Regions from separate parts of the Zea mays genome. Here region 2 is linked to region 1. A link is a contact called in public Hi-C data. All regions are on one chromosome and are shown on one strand. The core of a region is the stretch at or near the end of the contact, and the rest is flanking DNA. Distances in the headings are between cores, read along the strand shown. Region 1 holds the start of LOC100217066 (alpha/beta-Hydrolases superfamily protein). Region 2 holds the start of LOC100285650 (carboxylic ester hydrolase).

Region 1 (5,377 bases), core at 136-2,635:
TTGGTTTCTAGGGACTAATTTTTAGTCCCTACATTTTATTCCACTTTAGTTACAAAATTATCAAATATAGAAATTAAAACTCTATTTTAGTTTCTATATTTGTCAATTTATATACTAAAATGGAACAAAATGAAGTGACTAAACATTAGTCCCTAGAAACCAAACGCCCCCTAAATACTAGTAATAAGATAAATTACTATTTTTATTCTTCTCCACCGTTGCAGACAAAGTCTGAAAGTAGCTAACACAACAGCGGCCGTTTCTGCAGTATATATCTACCAATGTCGTTACGGTATTTCAAGCTTGTTACTGCGTTGGAATAGCTACTAGTACTACGCTCATCAATTGCCTACAAAGGCAGAGAATTGAATACAAAGGGCGACGCATGTACGACTACTTTCTTTTATGATATAATAACTTTCTCAGAGAAAAAAAATGTGCACGTATATACTGATCTTTCTGCCATTTTTATCCAAAAAAATGGAGATTAAAAAGAAAGGAAGCAAAAGAAAACGCAACACCAAAGTAGATGGAGCAGATGGTACGTACGTACCTCTCATGAAGCCACTGCACTCCATGCCGTAGCCTGCGGCGAGAAACGACACCAACGCAATGAGAACGAGTAGTAACCGAAAGAGCTGTTAATGAGAAACGACACCAACGCAATGGAAAGATAACAGGTATAGTAGTAACTGAAACAGGAAACAGCTAAGCTCAACAACGCGTGCAGTGCAGCAGCCTGCAGCGGTGTGGCTTGATTACTACCGTGGCAGAGGAAGACGAGCGCCTTGGGCGATGCGGCAGCGGGCAGCCAGCCGCAGGTGAAGAGCTGCACGCCTCTCGAGCTCCGCACGTACTCCTGCTAGCCCGTCCCAATCCATCCATCCATGGCGTTTCCGCGACCGAAGGAGGAGGAGGAGGAAGAAGAAGAAGCGCACCGAAACGGAGATGATCAGCAAGGACGATCCAAGGCCCGGCCGGCGCCGGAAAATAAGGAGAAGATAAGTCTTCGCCCGCCGCATTGCGCGGAGCAGACCGATCGAACTCCTCTCACCTCGTGGTATTCGACCTCCATGTCCGCGCGCGCGCGCGAGGCGTGGCCGCCGAAGGGTGCAGAGATCCAGGAGGAGGGCTGCACACTACAGCGCCGGCGCTGGTGAGGCTCGTATCGTACGTGGTGTGAGCGAAGAAGAAGCGAGGCAGGCGGCGAGAGGCGACGGTGAGGCGAGATAGTTGGGGATACGGCAAGGGAATTAACGAGCGCGGGACCCCCCGCCGCTTTGGATTGGGACTTGGGAACGCGGCCGCACCTCCGTTCCTGTCCTGGCCTCCTGGGGGGTGGGAGTGGGAGTCGGCAGCGGCCGGGCTTCTAGACGAGATCACGCACGAGACCTAGGGGATTTGCATTGCATTGCATTGCATTGCATTGGGCTGTCTGGATGCTCTGTGCCAGTCATTTATTCGGACCCCAGGGCCCAGGCCGACCGAACCGTACGGTTCGGAGCACTTGTTTGTCTGCTACTGCTAGGCTGGTAATCTGCTATTCACACGCGTGTATGCAAGCAAGGTATGGAAGATGCACGTAGTACCTAATCAACAAAACGGTTCTAAAATAATTTACACCGAGTACAATTCAGAGGAGTTGCATACATCATATATCGATGCTATAAATGATCCTTGTATCTTTTCTTCTACAGAAACTGCACAGCTGCTATAGCATACAAAGGAGTTCGCCAAAAAAAAATAGAGGCCGCACCGATGTTCAGATGGGCCTCACGCCTTCACCAAACCAATCCAAACCAAACCATGCCATCTAGCAGACTGATTTTAAGAAATGCAATGAAGTCAGATTTTGTTCTGAGCCGGAGGAGTAACAGGGGTAACATCTTCAGCGAGTCCTCCATGACACTCGGATAATCTTTGCAGTGATGTAAACTCCCAGCAGTAAGTTAGCAGCTCCAAACTGCGCAGGCTGGTAGTTGATACACCTCAGCTTATGGCTCCTCGTGCAGAAACGACCAAGGGCCCGCTTTCTGTAGCAACCTGAGTGTTTTTTTTCCGAGTGAGTTCACTAATTAATATCAGAGCAGGAGAAAGTTACGTGCCTATGATTACAGAACATCATAATACGATTTCCTTTGTTATAAAATAGAATAGAAACAAATGCAGGATCACAAATGCATTGTGCGAGGTACAAGGAAGAATTAACAAACAGAATCACCTCAGGATGCCTGCAGCCATACGCAACCCCATGAGTGTAGTCAAACCAGCCCAAACTCCAGCCAGGCCGAATACAGACGGAGCCCATAACAGGACGAGTGAAGACGTAACACCCACCACGATCTATAGAAAGAAAAATCGAGAAATGAATAAACAAAAAACAAAACAAAAAAGGATATGAAAAAGCTGGAGGGCTAGTAAACATACAGTAGCTTGAGCCACATATTCAAAATCTGATACACCATAATGTAGACCGTCAAAGATGAAGGCCAGGGCATTAATTGGCTGACTGGCACAGACAAACTGAAACGAAAGTTAACATTAGGAAAAAAAAGACATAGAGGACATAGAAATTAACATAACGTTGGAGGATTTACCAGTGCACAAGATTTGACAACCGTTAGGACCTCTGGGTCACTGGTAAACAGTCTAGCTATATTGCCAAATGAGGCATACAATCCAATGGCCAAAGCTAACCCACTAAACACTCCTATCTGGAAGAGAGAAAAGCATACAAAAAAAATAGTGAAAACGTGCATCCGTATGCATAGATTAAACTTTAAATAGAATGAAGCGAAATACATTTCACCTGCAACGCAAACATTGCTGTCTTTTGAACTTTTTTGTAGTCCAATATTGCATAAGAGCTTGCTATCAGCGCCTAAAAGAGGAAGAAAAGTTAGTTGGACTGTAACATCTGATAGACCAACGAGCTAGGAACAATCTCAGGGTACATAATAGTACGTTCTAGAAGTTTGCAGGCTCTGCCTGCAGTATAGTTGACCAGCAGAGTTCAGGGAAACCAATTTTAACAGCCAGATGACTTCCAGAACGCAACATACATACCTGGGCAGAAACAGCTAATGCATCTGCAAGCAAGGATACAGCAAGCCATACTTGCAAACAAATCTGATGAGCAGCCATCGCTGTTGGGCCTTGCCGAGCAGCCATTGATGTACCAATGGTCATAGTTAGCAGAATCGAAAGAGTTCTTCCCAACAGCATTCCACCTACAAATCCAAGCATACATAGATGATAAAAGTAAAGATACCAAAACAATAAGGAAAACAAGAAAAAAGGAAAAGAAAAACACAACATGAGTTTATTAGTGCCCAGAAGGTGTTGACATGATGAGATCTCAAAGGAATATGCTGCAGTCATGAATTTTTACAACTTATTTTTTTCCTCAAGCTGTAAGAGAGCTGCACATCATTATACTAAAAAAAAAATCAGATAAGAAGACTCATACAAGGCCATTAGGTCAGGCTCCAAAAAAAAAGAGAAAAAAGTGCCAAAAACAAAAAAAAAATCAACGAGCGGCCTAACAACATAATCATGGCCAAATGCTTCTAAGGCCTTTTGCACCCCCATACACTATAGATTGGCCTCATGATTTTTACCATTTACGGCAAATTTTATAGTGTTTGCAAATAGGAGAACTGCGTATCATTTCATTAAGGTAGAAGAAAAAAAACAAAACATGAGAGGGAGGCTTGAAAGTCCCCTCCCTCCACACCACTGTAGATTACATATGTGCCACACACAAGACACGACCACTACAAGACAGCTCAAGCGTCCAACCTCCATGCACCGCCCTAATTGCATTAATCAGATCCATAAATATTCCTCCTAAAATCAGATACCTATTTTAAAATGACACAATTAGCTAACTGATTGGCTGATGGTGAAGATATACAAGTGGCTAGAGAATAAAGACATCATAAAGATCGATGTGGTCTTTCGCTAGAAATCTAGAACATAGACATTCAGTGCCCTTTTTCTGCTTGGACCAAATTAAATACATGATGCTGGCAGAAATGAAGTTATTAATGGGCCAAACTTCTAAAATTAACCAAAATAGCTCAAAGCTCCAAGCAAGAAAGATCCAAAACTCCGACAAACCGAACAATGAGTATACCAAAAGATGCTACGAAAGCCGGTAAAAACACATTATGAAGAAGTTTCATATAGAATGCACCATGAATCTACTACTAAATATCATTAACTAGTGGAGTGGCTGCATCAGAAGTTCACCAGATTTTAGATATCCACCAAACTCTAATTGATCTATTCGCGGAGGAAGCAAAACAGCTCTTTTACTTAGAGACCAAAGAAGAAGAACTGTAATAATGTACCTGCATTGTGAAGGGAAACGATGTTAGATAAACTCCAATTGTAACTAGCAAATGTTTTGTCAGTGATCCAAATTTCTGACTGCAATAGTAGCACTGATAGGAACTTACTGTGACACAACTGTAGAAATTGCAGCACCAGTTATGCCAAGCTTAAAGCCATATATAAGTAGAGGAAGAAGGGCTACAGCAGAAAGATTGCCCAAACCTATAGGGTATGGAAAGATACAGGAATCATGAAGTAAAGGAATACAGGGTATGGCATCAGACAGTATGGAAGAATAAAGTTTAAATGAAACTTTGAAAATAAACAGCATACACGTTCAAAGCATAAAAGGAATAACATGATTTATAAAACTGTGAATGGAACATTATAAGATATTCTTTTTTTCTCGAACAACGCAAGGCACCTCCCAACACAAGGCTCATTTCACTATAAGAAGGAAAAAAGTTACAAACTGTATATAGAATAGAGAGAGGTTGAACCGCTGAAGGAAGCCCCTCCCAACACACTGACACACACAAGACTACAAAATGATATTCCAAGCTAAGGGACAAAACCATAACCAGCCCACCTGCAACCACCCTCAAGGGTCAGGGACTACTACTAGTGACCTAAAGAGAAACTCAAGGAAGGCATCCACAGGCTGCTTTTATTAGGCACTGTAAGGAGAGTCTGAATGTTTGGTCTGGCACCTTCAAAGACAATGGTGCTCCTATGTTTCCATATCTCCCAGGCAACAAGAATGATTGGAGAATTAAGGCCTTTGCTCATCTCCTTAGGAAGAACTCTAATAGGACTGACCCCACCACCGGGAGAATAACAAGATATACCACATCACAGTAGACAAAACTGCTAACAAGATATACCACATCACAATAGACAAAACTGCTCATAATATCAGGTAAGACTAGCAAAACAAATATGTCATCCAAAACCAGGAACTTGGCTACATGGCAACATGATGCTACTTGCATCAAAGCGTACTTCGAGTGTGCATGTGCCAGTACAAAAAATGAGGAAA
Region 2 (5,499 bases), core at 2,856-5,355, 960 kb before region 1:
TATATATATATATATATATATATATATATAGAATAGTCCTTTTATGCAGACTGCTAAGTGCGGAGACAGGAATTAAACCCGTGACCTCAAGGTTATGAGCCTTGTGGGCTACCAAATTGCTCCTCAAGGTGTGGGCTACCAAATTGCTCTGCTTTGCTCTGTAGGGCTGAAAACTGGTGGACGAAAGAAAAAGATTGAATACAAGTCTCTGTTATGAATTGCACTACATTCAATATGAGGGCGCTAGCTCTCGTATGGCCGTAGCACCTGTCTCCTCTCTTGGGGAGACCTTACCCCTCATCTCCTCTCTCTCTCTCTCTGGCCACTCTCTGGCCGCCGTCGTCAGCGCTCCCATGGTCGGCGTGCCTGTCTCCTCCCATGGGGAGGCCTTCCTCCTATCATCTCTCTCCCTAGTCGTTTGTGGGCTGGCGTCACTGGTGTCATCAAATGCATATATTTGGTACTATTAGCACGGCGTCCTTTAGTTTATATATATATTCTGATTCTTCTAAAATCATCCTCTTTTTCAACAGTTCAAACCAGTAGTGAAGAACCAAGAAGGGGAAGCATCCCAAAAGGTGTCAAAAAAGAAACTGGACAAAGGAGCTAACAAACTTGGTGCTGCCCAAGCTGCGTCATGATCTTCCTGTGAGAAACGTTGCTGGTGCTTTTAGTTGCAGTGGCTGCAGTCTCCACGTGTACAAAGATGGTCTATACTCGATACCGTATGAGAAATGTACTTCATGCATGGTATGAGTAAGCTGATTTTGGTAGCTTCATACAGGGGCAGCCTTCCAGTATATATATATATATATATATATATATATATATATATATATATATATATATATATATATATATATATATATATATATATATATATATATATATATATATATATATATATATGCTTTCTTGAGCTATTGATGTTATCAGCAGATCCTGTGCCTCAGCAGATTGTTGTTCATAGTGCATAGCATCGATTTTACTAGTTGTACAGAAATAGAACACGGTCAATGAAAGAGTCTTTGCTCCTCAACCCACACTTTTTTGTATAATAATGTAATTCATTCTTATCGGCACTGATTACTGAAAGCTCAATCCTTCAGTTTTTGCAGGATTAGCATGAACAGGCACGCAGAATTCCGAATGTACTAGTAGAAGATATTTGCTGGTAGCAGTGCCAACTGACTAGAATGATAATACAGAGGAACTCCATTGCATGGATCAAATGCTAAACAACAGCTGTTGAATCACTCAATTGTCTTACTGGAACACGCCATTACCATTTATTTTCGCGTGTTGTGTTCATTTGATGGCTGTATCCAATTGCATTCCCAAAATCAAATACGATGTACACTTCGTTGAGAGAGCGAATGTTCTTCCCTATGCATAAAATAATAAAAAAACGTGGATCCTCTCATATAATGTGGTGGCAAGTGTTGTCGCAGGGATAGCGGCAGTCGACCGCCTTCACCTCAGCTCGATCAAAGTACCAGTCGCCAACGGATTTTGAAATCCCCTGTGCACGAACATCAGAACACATGAGTATCCAACAGTTTGATGTTCCAGGTGTGTTGTGGATTGTTTTTTACCTTGTTTTGAATGGTGGGGGAGCCACCTGGTTTGGTGTTCCAGGTGCCCAGCTGCTCGGACTGGCAGTGCGCGAAGCAGGAGCTTAGGAAGACCCCGTTGCTCCTGGAACCGGAGAAGCCTTTGACGGACGCTACCATCTGGTCCCTGAAATCTGCACTTGTATATATATGAATACGCATCACAGCGCTTCGGTCATTCAGATCATTTCCTGATGAAAAATGAACTTAAACATATGGATACGCAGTTAATTTAACCTTGCAGGAAACTCATCTGGGATGCGCTGCAGGCCGTGCGGTTGGACTTGCAGGCTCGCCAAGCGCCGCTTGGGTCAGCTCTGTCTGGCGCCAGGCTGAGCACAATCTGGGGGACCAACGCATGCTAATTAGGGCGTCTGCTCCATACAGCGAGAAAAATTAACGTTCACCTGAATGAAGTCGTATGCGGCATTTAGCAGGAACAGTGGGGTTTTAACGCCGTCGATTATGTTCTGCGGGAAGAAGCACTGCACGCCCACAATCACCGACTAGCCCAATTAATCGACAACGACTGTGTGTGAAGTGAAATAGGAGATCACCGAGGTGGCGTCGAGGCGGGCGGTGCAAGCCGGCGGCAGGTTCTGAGCTATTCCTTGCATGGCCACAATGTCTCCGAAGTAGGATCTCAGGCTGCGGCCCCCGGAGACGTCCACGCTGCGGTTATGGTGGCAAAGATCCTGCTGTCAGTTCAGTTGCATTGCATGCCCACGCGGAGCGAGCGAGCACGGAAGGAAGGAAGGTTCAAAGCACAGCGCACAGGTACGCACGCGTCGAGGTAGAGGCCGCCGTCGGAGATGCACTTGACGACGGTGGAGCCGGACGGGAAGAAGGCGCGGAGCTGGTCGCAGTGCAGTATCACCGCCAGACCGCCCGAGGAGCAGCCGGCGAGCAGCACCTGCAGAACCCATCGATCAGAGTGCAATGAACAGGTCAGCATGACAGTCGGTCGGCGAATATGAACCGAGAAAGGAAAGGTCACCTGGTCAGCGTTGGCCATCCCAATGGAGAGGAGGTGCCGGATGACCGCGTTCCAGATGCGCTGCCCTCGGAAGTAGATCCCAGTGTCCTGTAGTTCACCCCAAGCAGAACGACACGACTCGTTATAGTTATAGGTACTACGTACCTGGGGCTCTACTTACAAATACGGCGAAATAAAAATGCCTGCAAACTTGTAAGATGCACTCTGGATACATATGTGCGTGCACCTTGTCGAAGGCCTCGCCGGCAAAAGATCCACCGTCACAGTAGCGAACCTTGACCCGGTTCCAGTTGTAGAAATCTGCGCCGGAGACGACGACGACGAGATGAGCGATATGGACATGGACGGATATATGAGGGTGTGGAAGTGGAACTACGGGTGGACAAACTAGAATCGGGCGAGACCAGGATTCACGGCACGGCTACTGCTCATGATGCCGGTGAAGGGGATCTCTTTGTCCATGTGGTCCGACGAGCCACGGCCGGAGCTCCTGGTGAGCCGGCATGTCTTGGCGCTGTTGCACCACGCACCTCCCTGTGTGTGTGTGCGCGCGCATATGTGTAATAATAATGTACATTAAAATAGGAACGACATGAATCATGTGTACAAGTTTAAGCAAGGGCCAAGATAAAAAGCGGGAGTCCTTACTAATATGTGCTTTCGAATTTCAAATGGTAGCATAGACGATGTTAACTGACCTCTAAGTTCACAATCCAGCTTCTGCTGCCCGCTCCGGAGCCAGGATCCAAGTGGTAAGCAGGTGGCGTTCCATCCATGCACACTGCGTGTGTACCATATATATAACATGTGTGATATATCTTTAGTTCTAAAAACGCTCTTTGTTTGTTAATTTGGGCAAAGCTGGCAGTACCATTGTTTACCGGAAGCAATATACTGAACTTGACAAGTGAACACCAGTAGCAATACTACTGAAAGTCTGAACCTTAAAACTACCAACTAAACTAGCTAGAGGGCGCCTTGCGTTGCGCCCCACCGACCCAAAAGAAAAAAAAATGCGGGTCGCAATCGTATCCGGCGCGGCACGCGCACAGCAACTATAGCAACCAATTCAGATGGCAGCGAGATGACTTGAACATCCAGACCTCTATCTCTCTCAGTTCCCAAGATGAGAGTGAACAAAAAATGCAGCAGCATATGTGCGTACCAGCTCCGTCGCTAACAGCGGACTTGAGGATGGTGATGGGCACCATCACCGACGCCGCGCGCCGCCGCATCGTCGTCGGACCGCCGGCTCCTCCTCCACCGCGCAGCTCATCTTCCACCGCCGGCGAGGCCGAGCTCGCCACGCGGCAGTAACTGCCAGCAAGAACGGCGATAGCAATAATGAGAGCAGGAAGCGACGGCCGGTCCGCCATCTCGGCACGCCACCCCTTGATCGATCGAGATTGACAGGCAGGCTGCAGCGCGGCCACACCCCCTGCAGACTGCAGTCAAGCACGATGATGAAACAGCGACCTGGCTCAGGTGAATATATATATTAGCGCACGCGAAGCAAGAGGTGGATGGGCATGTGATGTGCGTGCCTAGCACTCCACCCATTGCAGAGCACTCGCCAGGGAATCAGCTGAGGAGACCGACAAGTCAATACCACGCTGCTAGTTTCGAGACCTGCGCCAGCCAGCCAAAAAATTTGGTATTTGCATCGCAGCACATGAACATGTAGGCCGTCTCAGTTTGCCAGTGAGATGTGGAGTGCAGCAACAGGTTAAAGAAGAGAGATTCTTGGGCGGGTAGAGCAACATATGCCCGTCGTGTGTCAGACTATGCCAAAGCATATTATCTTATATTCCGTCTCGTTTTTTTTTGTTATAGAGATAATATATATTGAGCCCGACTTACAAAGTTATCCTCTCGAACACATTCTTTCCTTTTTTTTTCTAGTTTTTAGCGTCGAGATGTATATAAATATATACTAGTCAGTTGCCCGTGCGTTGCGATGACTTACAACAATATCCACATAAATTATCCACAAAAAAAATTAAGATTTTTTATTGATTGTCTCTGCTCTCCGTATAACATTTTTGATTTAGCTAACTGATGTTATTGTTTACTCTATACAATATGTCATGGTACAACACGTCCAATGAAGTGAGCGATTAGAAGAGAGTTCACAACGATTAAGTGAACGAACAGAGATTATAAAATGACATAATTCCACTATACATAGACCAAATAAGAGAAAGTTTGTGAGCTCAAGTTTTTAAAATAAGTCACATGAACTCAAACTTATAAAAAAGATGGATCAAAATATAGAGTGATTATTGCTAAGTCAGGCATAAATAAAAACTGGATGCGCTCCATATAAATTATGCTACTTCGTAGCAATTATTAACGTTTAAAATCAACAAATAACCTTTCGTTTTACTGTTAGTGTGACAAATCATTGTTGCTCCATCCAATTCAGCAACCTCAAACACCATGGAGTCCATTGCGTCAATATGGTCTCAGAAACGACCTAATGCTTGCAAGAGCCAAGAACGTCGTGCTGTGCTTGGGTTGTAGCCTCGGCCCGTAGTGCTGGCCCGGCCCGACACGATTACATTTTTTTATTTTACAAAAAACATATATACATATATATACAATTTATATTCAATATTAAAAACATATAAGCATGATATTCTACTGGTTAGACATCTTCATCCAATGTCTCCCGCCTTTCTTACAACAAGCTAATAGGCTGGATTGGCACAGTCAGCAGGCCGGCATGACGTGCCTAGATATGGCAATGGGTAAATACCCACCGGATATTACTACCCCATACCACGACACAAAAATAACCACATCGAGTCACCCATATACGGGTATGGATTTACCCCCATACCCATACCCATGTGGGTATGGTCGCCCGTACCCACAAAAGCTCTATCA

The links. Hi-C and Micro-C count contacts between places; a contact is called where the count stands out from the background.
Region 2: a Hi-C map of ear shows a contact between it and region 1, with 2.5 times the contacts expected there. The contact joins the promoter of LOC100285650 here to the promoter of LOC100217066 in region 1. A contact is called at or near these places in 3 of 25 Hi-C or Micro-C datasets (bundle sheath, ear and leaf mesophyll).

The regions. Positions count from the first base shown.
Region 1 is chr3:57,617,185-57,622,561 of Zm-B73-REFERENCE-NAM-5.0, reverse strand. LOC100217066 (alpha/beta-Hydrolases superfamily protein) reads right to left here and starts at 1,385. Exons shown (of 8, transcript NM_001279729.2): 1 at 1,055-1,385; 2 at 766-829; 3 at 554-586. The coding sequence starts at 1,075. It overlaps LOC100193278, which reads right to left. Exons shown (of 14, transcript NM_001317190.1): 7 at 4,464-4,560; 8 at 4,255-4,355; 9 at 3,067-3,230; 10 at 2,810-2,881; 11 at 2,598-2,714; 12 at 2,428-2,523; 13 at 2,222-2,343; 14 at 1,646-2,043. The coding sequence ends at 1,995.
Region 2 is chr3:58,581,197-58,586,695 of Zm-B73-REFERENCE-NAM-5.0, reverse strand. It overlaps LOC100285650 (carboxylic ester hydrolase), which reads right to left and starts at 4,105. Exons shown (of 11, transcript NM_001158541.1): 1 at 3,776-4,105; 2 at 3,309-3,391; 3 at 3,015-3,144; 4 at 2,837-2,910; 5 at 2,611-2,697; 6 at 2,399-2,526; 7 at 2,171-2,285; 8 at 2,021-2,098; 9 at 1,851-1,956; 10 at 1,596-1,747; 11 at 1,151-1,522. The coding sequence starts at 3,986. The coding sequence ends at 1,421. It overlaps LOC542347 (thylakoid assembly 1), which reads left to right. Exons shown (of 20, transcript XR_002268001.3): 19 at 534-750; 20 at 1,110-1,425.